Regions from separate parts of the Sus scrofa genome. Here region 1 is linked to region 2. The links are chromatin contacts, called in public HiChIP or PLAC-seq maps. All regions are on one chromosome and are shown on one strand. Each heading gives the region's core, a stretch centred on a gene start, on an enhancer-like site or on the middle of the called end of the contact. The rest is flanking DNA. Distances are from core to core; before and after follow the strand shown. Region 1 holds the start of AHNAK (neuroblast differentiation-associated protein AHNAK). Region 2 holds the start of TUT1 (speckle targeted PIP5K1A-regulated poly(A) polymerase).

What was found. HiChIP or PLAC-seq counts read pairs in DNA pulled down with a chosen protein or histone mark.
Region 1: a contact with region 2 is called in an H3K27ac HiChIP or PLAC-seq map of alveolar macrophages. The contact joins the promoter of AHNAK here to the promoter of TUT1 in region 2. A contact is called at or near these places in 2 of 47 Hi-C or Micro-C datasets (liver and retroperitoneal adipose tissue) and 1 of 2 datasets of contacts at active chromatin or transcription factors (alveolar macrophages).

The regions. Positions count from the first base shown.
Region 1 is chr2:9,185,116-9,188,343 of Sscrofa11.1, forward strand. AHNAK (neuroblast differentiation-associated protein AHNAK) reads left to right here and starts at 1,869. Exons shown (of 10, transcript XM_013994215.2): 1 at 1,869-1,997.
Region 2 is chr2:9,147,313-9,150,418 of Sscrofa11.1, forward strand. TUT1 (speckle targeted PIP5K1A-regulated poly(A) polymerase) reads left to right here and starts at 1,251. Exons shown (of 10, transcript XM_005660796.3): 1 at 1,251-1,416. The coding sequence starts at 1,335.

The sequences.
Region 1 (3,228 bases), core at 619-3,118, 38 kb after region 2:
CCTTCACTCCAGAGGCGCGCTCCTGGAGAGCCGGCTGGGGGGCGAGGTCGTGCGGTGGAGGGGGAAAGGCCCTGGGCTTAGGGTGTGTTCAGAGAGCTGTGTTATGTAAGGCTCTCCCATGCAGGGAGAGGGTGCGCGATGTGCGAGGGCTGGCCCTCGGCTGGCTGGGCTCGGGCCCCCCTGCAGTGCCAGGGCGCCGGGATGCGGGGGCGCAGCCCCTCGCTGGCCACGAGGGACACGTGGGATCTAAGCAGGGCCGGCTGTGCCCCTTGCGTGGGAGGAGCGCGGAGTGGGCATCTCAGGGCACTCGCTGGGCTCCAGGCACCACGTGGGGACGGCTTCGGCGCCTCTGCGCATTACGGTCACCGAGAATTGTGTGCCTTGTGCGTGCTCGCGCCTTTCGCAGGGCGTGGCTGCCGGGGTGGAGGTGGCGAGGTCCCTCCAGGGAGCCTGCTGCTGAGTGCCCTGCTCCGTAGAGTGGGTTTGTGGAAAGGCAGGGTGGGATCCTCCCATGGCAATGTGCTCCTTCGAGAATGACTTGGACTTTCCAGAGAAAAAGGGATCCAGCTAGTTACCTCTGCGTCCCCAGCATAGCGCTGGGCTCCCAATAATCCACCCCCCACCCCACCCCAGCAATAACTGGTTTTGAAAGTTTTCTCTACTAGACTCCAGCCCCTGACTGTAGGATCCCGTGCTCTTCTGGGTGCAGCCTAACAAGTGATAGGAACTGGGTTGATTTTTGTGGGACACAGTGATGCCTGGGGTGCAGGGGCTGGGGGGTGGTGGCCTGTGGCTACAGGTGAAGTCAAGGGAGTGGGGAGGAGGGAAGGAGGGAGGCTGAAGATGCCTTGGAAGGCCTTTTAGGGCCTCCTTGCCTGTGCTGGGTCTAAATTAGGGGAGTAGCTTCTTTTTTGTTGGCTGTCCCTGCGGCATGGGCATGCGGAAGGTCCTGGGCCAGGGATCGAACCCAGGTCGCTGCAGTGACAAGGCCAGATCCTTAACCTGCTGCACTACAAGGGAACTCCTGGGGAGTCAATTCTGCTTTCATTCTCCTGCCCCCCATAAGGGTGATCCCAGGGGCAGGGTGTGGCACTCACTTCCTTTTCGAAGCTGAATGGGGAAGCTTCCTAGTCCCTGGCCCCCAGGGATGCTGGGCTGGGCCAGAACTTGGCTTGCGTGTGGAGTGGGAAGTAGAAGGGAGTCCCAGCCTTAGGGGTACTGCCTTGTTCCTAGCTGTGCGATGAGGGGGACTGGGGAGAGGACCTGGGACCGTGAGAGCTGGACTAGCAGAGGACGAGGGTTCTGGAATATCGCTAGCGAGGACTGGAGGGTGTCTGAGCCCCTCCCCAAAGCCCTGTCCTTAAAGGTTATCTGCTGGGACATTGTTCAGAGAACCGGGACACACGGGGAGCCACCAAAGTCCCGTGGGGCTTAGTGCTACTCTGGGGTCCTGGCCCGGGTTACCTTTTGAAGAGCTAACCCCGCAGAGCCGAGGGTTTGCTTCAGGAGGGCGAGGCTCCAGGTCCAGGGATCTAAGTGGGACACAAGAGAGCGATCTGTGGGAGACCTGTGGAGGGAGAAGGCCAGCATCGGTCAAAGGCAGGGAATAGGCTGGGGGTCCCTGGGGTCACCTTAGTCCCAGGGGGCCGTGGGTGGAGGTGCCCGGGCACTGCCGGGCTGGATTCCTTAGCTCATTTGCAATTGGCTGGCTGGCCCTGGCAGAGCACGCCACTCAGAGCCTGAGGAGCTGGTTTGAGGGGTTGGGGCAAAGCTGTGGGGGTGGTGGGGGTGGGTGGGGCTCTGGGGTGTGGTCACCACCTTCCTGGGAACTTGGGAACCGCCTGGGGACAGGCAGACAGACTGGGAGAGCTAGTCGGACTCCTGCCCTGCTGGGAACTCTCCCCTGCTGGCTCTGTGTCCCCCACCCCCCACTCCCAGAAGCCCCCAGCTTCTCTCCCTGGAGCAAGGCTGACCGTTTGCGCATGCCCTGGAGAGAGGTTAGAATGGGACCTTTTGGTGGGTGGGTATGTAGGGCCTTCTGCTCTTCCTTTGGTCCCCCATGGGCTTCATCCAGACGCCCAGGGAGGGCAGCTGGCATTTCCCTGAGCTGCAACCATCCCACTGGGTTCCCAGGCCTTCCTGAGCATGCGCAGTTTCCTCCAGCCCTGGGCAAGCCTGCGGAGGTGTGGGGGCCCCGTGGGTGGGCCACAGCGGGCTCAGCAGGAGTGTGTGTTTTGATGGAGCCCCTCTTCTTCATCAGGGGGACAGCTGGGCTGGGCTTGGGTCTGGGGTTGCTCTTTCACCGTGGTGTCAAGTCCCTGTAACCACTTGTGTCATAGCAGCGAGATACGTGTTATTACCTATGAGGGGGGTGTCTCCGGCTGTGCGTGGTGGTCCTGGATGTGTCACCTCTGCTTGCCTCTGGGGCTCACGGGGCAGAGGACAGCAATGGCACTCCGCCCTGGTGGTGGAGGTTTCTTGGGGCTGCAGGGGTTGTAGGTAAGGACTAAAGTAAGTTTCTCCGGCCCAGAGGGGTTCGGGGGTCCCGGGGTTTGTGTCCGGAAGCCCCAGAGAGAGGGTGAGCACAGCCCTGGGATGAGGCCCTGGCCGATGGAGTCCGAGCGAGGCGCTGCACACGGCCGGTCAGGGAGGGGCATCCTGCTCGGTCCCCGGGGGCCGGAGCGGAGGTTCTAGGGGAAGGGGAAGCGCCTGGCTTTGCGTCCTGGCCGGGCTGGGGGCGGCTCTTTGGCAGCTGGGCCGAGTGGCCGGGCCCCAGCCCCTGCACTAGCGAAGCCCCGCCACTGGGCGGAGAGCTTGGCCTCCGCCTGGGCGGAGGGCGGCTCCCAAACTGATCCACCCCCCAGGGTGAGACTTCGCCGCTCTCCTCGCCCCGGCTCCTCCCGCCCCCGCAGGAAGACAACCCCCTCCGAGCTGGGGTCTTAATCCCTGGTGTTGTGGGTCAAAGCCCATTCTTTTCTGGCGCGGTGATCAGGCGTGGAGACTTCCTGCTGGGGAATGTAAGCTGTCCCCAGTTCCTGCCACAAAGAGAGGGGAGTCCCTCTTAGGGAACGAAAAAGGGATTTCTCTCCCCGCAGGAAGCATGAACTTGGAGCTCTGGGACTAGGAGTGGGAGGGGCCAGGGGACAGAGGTGGGGACAGGCGGCAGGGCGGAGCCCAGAAATCCGCCGCCGGCTGGGGTGGGGGTAGGGAGCTGCCCTGGAGGTCGAG
Region 2 (3,106 bases), core at 1-2,500:
TTTTAAACTCCTCTCTCCCTTTTACTTGGGGAATTCTGGGAGTTGCGAGGTTGGAGCAAGATGTAGTCCACCTCGGGGGGTGATGTAGGGTCATACCACCTAATGCTGGTGTATTCGCACAGACTGCTGTTGCAAGATCTCCAAGGCCAGCAACTGCTTTGATATTGGGGTCCACTCTAGTGCCATTTCCTCCCTTTTTAGGTTTGGGAGACAGATGAGACGCCTGAGCTAGTCCCGACAGGAGGAGCACCTCAGGAGAGAGAACAACAAATTAAATCTATTGTGTGCTCCTTGAGCACTTTCTTTAGAGATGAGAAACAACCTCAGCATTTGTGACTTGCTCAAGGCTAAAGACCTGGAGATGTTTACCTTAGGTCCTCTTTACACAGTCCAAAGTTGTGGGTTGGTCAACAACAGCAAGAGTTGCCTAGCCCAGTTGAGAGGCCCCTCCATCTCGTCCCTGTCCCAAGGGTGTCCCCAGCTCCCTTACTCTCCCTGGCCTGAGCAGCACCTCCGGAGTTTGGGAGGAATTGACCACTGTAACAGTCTGGAGGAGGCCAGCACCCTCCAATGTCTTTACTCAGTTGCCACCGTAGTAGTTTCTGCCGCATGCCTTGAAGTGGGCCGGTGGCTCTGGCGCCTGATGAATACACTCCATGCAGCCCGCTGTCGCGGAATAAAGGCCATCTGGCTGTGGCCCCCCTGAAGTCCAAAAGGTGTCCGGTGTGGTTAGGGCTCCCGGCCAGGGCTGGGAAGCCGTCGCAGAACACACTTTCTGGGAGAAGACCGACAGCAGAGGAAAAGAGTAACAGCCCGAGGAGGTTGAGAGCTTAGGGACAGCCAGGGTATCCTGGAGATGAAGGATCCGCCTTTATTCACCAGGTAAATAGGGGGTTGCGGATACAGTCTCGTGGTCTCTACTGCCTCTCGAAGGGAGGGTACAGCCTGCCCACCACCACACAGCAAGGAAACTGCCGGCTGTCAAGGATCGGACCCCGCAAGAAACTGCGCCAACCTTTGCGGCTGCTTTCTGAGTATTCAGGATCTTTGGGCCAATCAACGCCTGATCAGCTCAGAGCACACCAATCGGCTTACCGCGTGCAGTTACGCATCGTAGACGATTTCCCTAAAGCGGGCCGAAACTTAACTCAGGCTGGAAACGGAACCTGAGTGGAAAGCGCTCGGGTTTCGGAGGAGTGTGCCGCGGGATTGGCCGGGGCTACGTCACTTCCTATCGGACGGGCGGAAGTCGCTTCCGAGCGCGTTGCAATTTGTAGGAGTGAGTTCCGGTCGTGACCGAAGTGGCTGCATTTTGTTAGTTCCAGAGAGTGGCGATGGCTGCGGTGGATTCTGATGTCGAACCGCTGCCTCGTGGGGGTTTCCGCTGCCGCCTCTGCCACGTCGTTACAGCCAACCGTAAGCGGTGGCTAGTAAGGGGGGGTGGTCGTGGACTTCAGTCTCTGGGTCCTGGCGAAAGTTAGGGTTATAGGTCATGATTTTTGCCAAATTGATTGGTAGGATCTCACCTCGGTTTTCACTCCACAGTCAAGGGGTTACAGAGTGGAGAAGGGTCCCACTACCTGACCCCTCAACTTCCCTGTATGCGAAATCTCCACGACGGAAATTTCGTTATTTTGTTCATTCTTTAACTGTCATTTATTGGACATCCCCTTTGTGCCAGGTGCTCCGCTGTGCTCTAGGGCGGGAAAAGGGGACATAGAGATGAAGGAGCTCACTCTCTAGAGATGGAGACAATTTCAGTGCTCTATAGATGTGTTTGGAAGGCTGCGGGCTCACAGACATGGCAGTAATTAAGTGAGGGAGTTTTCCAAAGGCAGAGATGGGTGCAGTAGCCTGGTATGAATGGAACGTGGGTTTGGAAAAGGAGACAAGGTGCTTTTTATGACAGCGCAAGGGGCTCAATGAAGTCTCAGATTCCACTTGTGAGGTGGAATCATAATCTCCCCTAAACGTGAGCTTCCATTCATCTTTTTCTTTGTGAATGGCGCTACCACTGCCCAGGAGGGCAAGTCAGAAATCCAGGATAGTCTTCCTGAATTTCAAATATACATCGCTGACATCAAGCAGCTAATTCCAAATGTAATAAAAGTAAAAATAGCAGCTAAGTTTTCCCCCATTCACCATGTACCAGACTCTTGGCCAAGTGCTACATATGAATAATATCTATGTGATAGGTACTTTTATCTCCATTTTATATCTGAGGAGTACGCACAGCAAGGTTAAGCAACTTGCCCAAGATCTCAGAGGTGGGATTCAATTTTGGGTAGTGTGGCTTCTGATCCTGCTCTTGTAATCTCTATACTATACCCAGAAATGATAAATGAGAAATAGTCTGGGAAGTTCCTATGGCTCTGGTTAATGAATCTGACTAGCATCCATGAGGACGCAGGTTTGATCTCTGCCCTTGCTCAGTGGGTGAAGGATTTGGCATTGGCATGACCTGTGATGGAGGTCGAAGATACGGCTGGGATCCTGTGTGGCTGTGGCTGTGGCATAGGCCAGCAGCTACAGTTCTGATGTGACCCCCGAGCCTGGAAACCCATATGACGCAGGTGCGGCCCTAAAAAGCAAAAAAAAAAAACAAAAAACAAAAAAAACCGAAAAGAAATAGTCTAGAGTTCTGATTTATTTAGTTCTTCTAAATATGATCTGGGTAAGTTACCTGTTAATTTCCAATTTCTTTTTGGTTGCTCCTGCAAGTATCTGGAAGTTCCTAGGCCAGGGATGGAATTTGGATTGCATCTGAGACCTATGCCACAACTGTCTGATCCTTAACGTCCTGAGCCACAGCAGGAACTCCTCTTTTTCCCCCTACCTGTTAATTTCTTTACAATGTGCAGGTGTTGCTCTACCTATCACTTATAGATGGTTTAAAAAATACTTTAATAATTTGCTTTTTTTAGGGAGTTCCTGTTGTGGCACAGCAGAAACGAATCCGGCTAGTATCCGTGAGGATGTGGATTCGATCCCTGGCCTCACTCAGTGATCCTGTGTTGCCATGAGCTGCGGTGTAGGTCGCAGATGTGGCTAGGATCTGGTGTTGCTGTGGCTGTAGTATAGTCCGGCAACTGTAGCTCTGATTCAG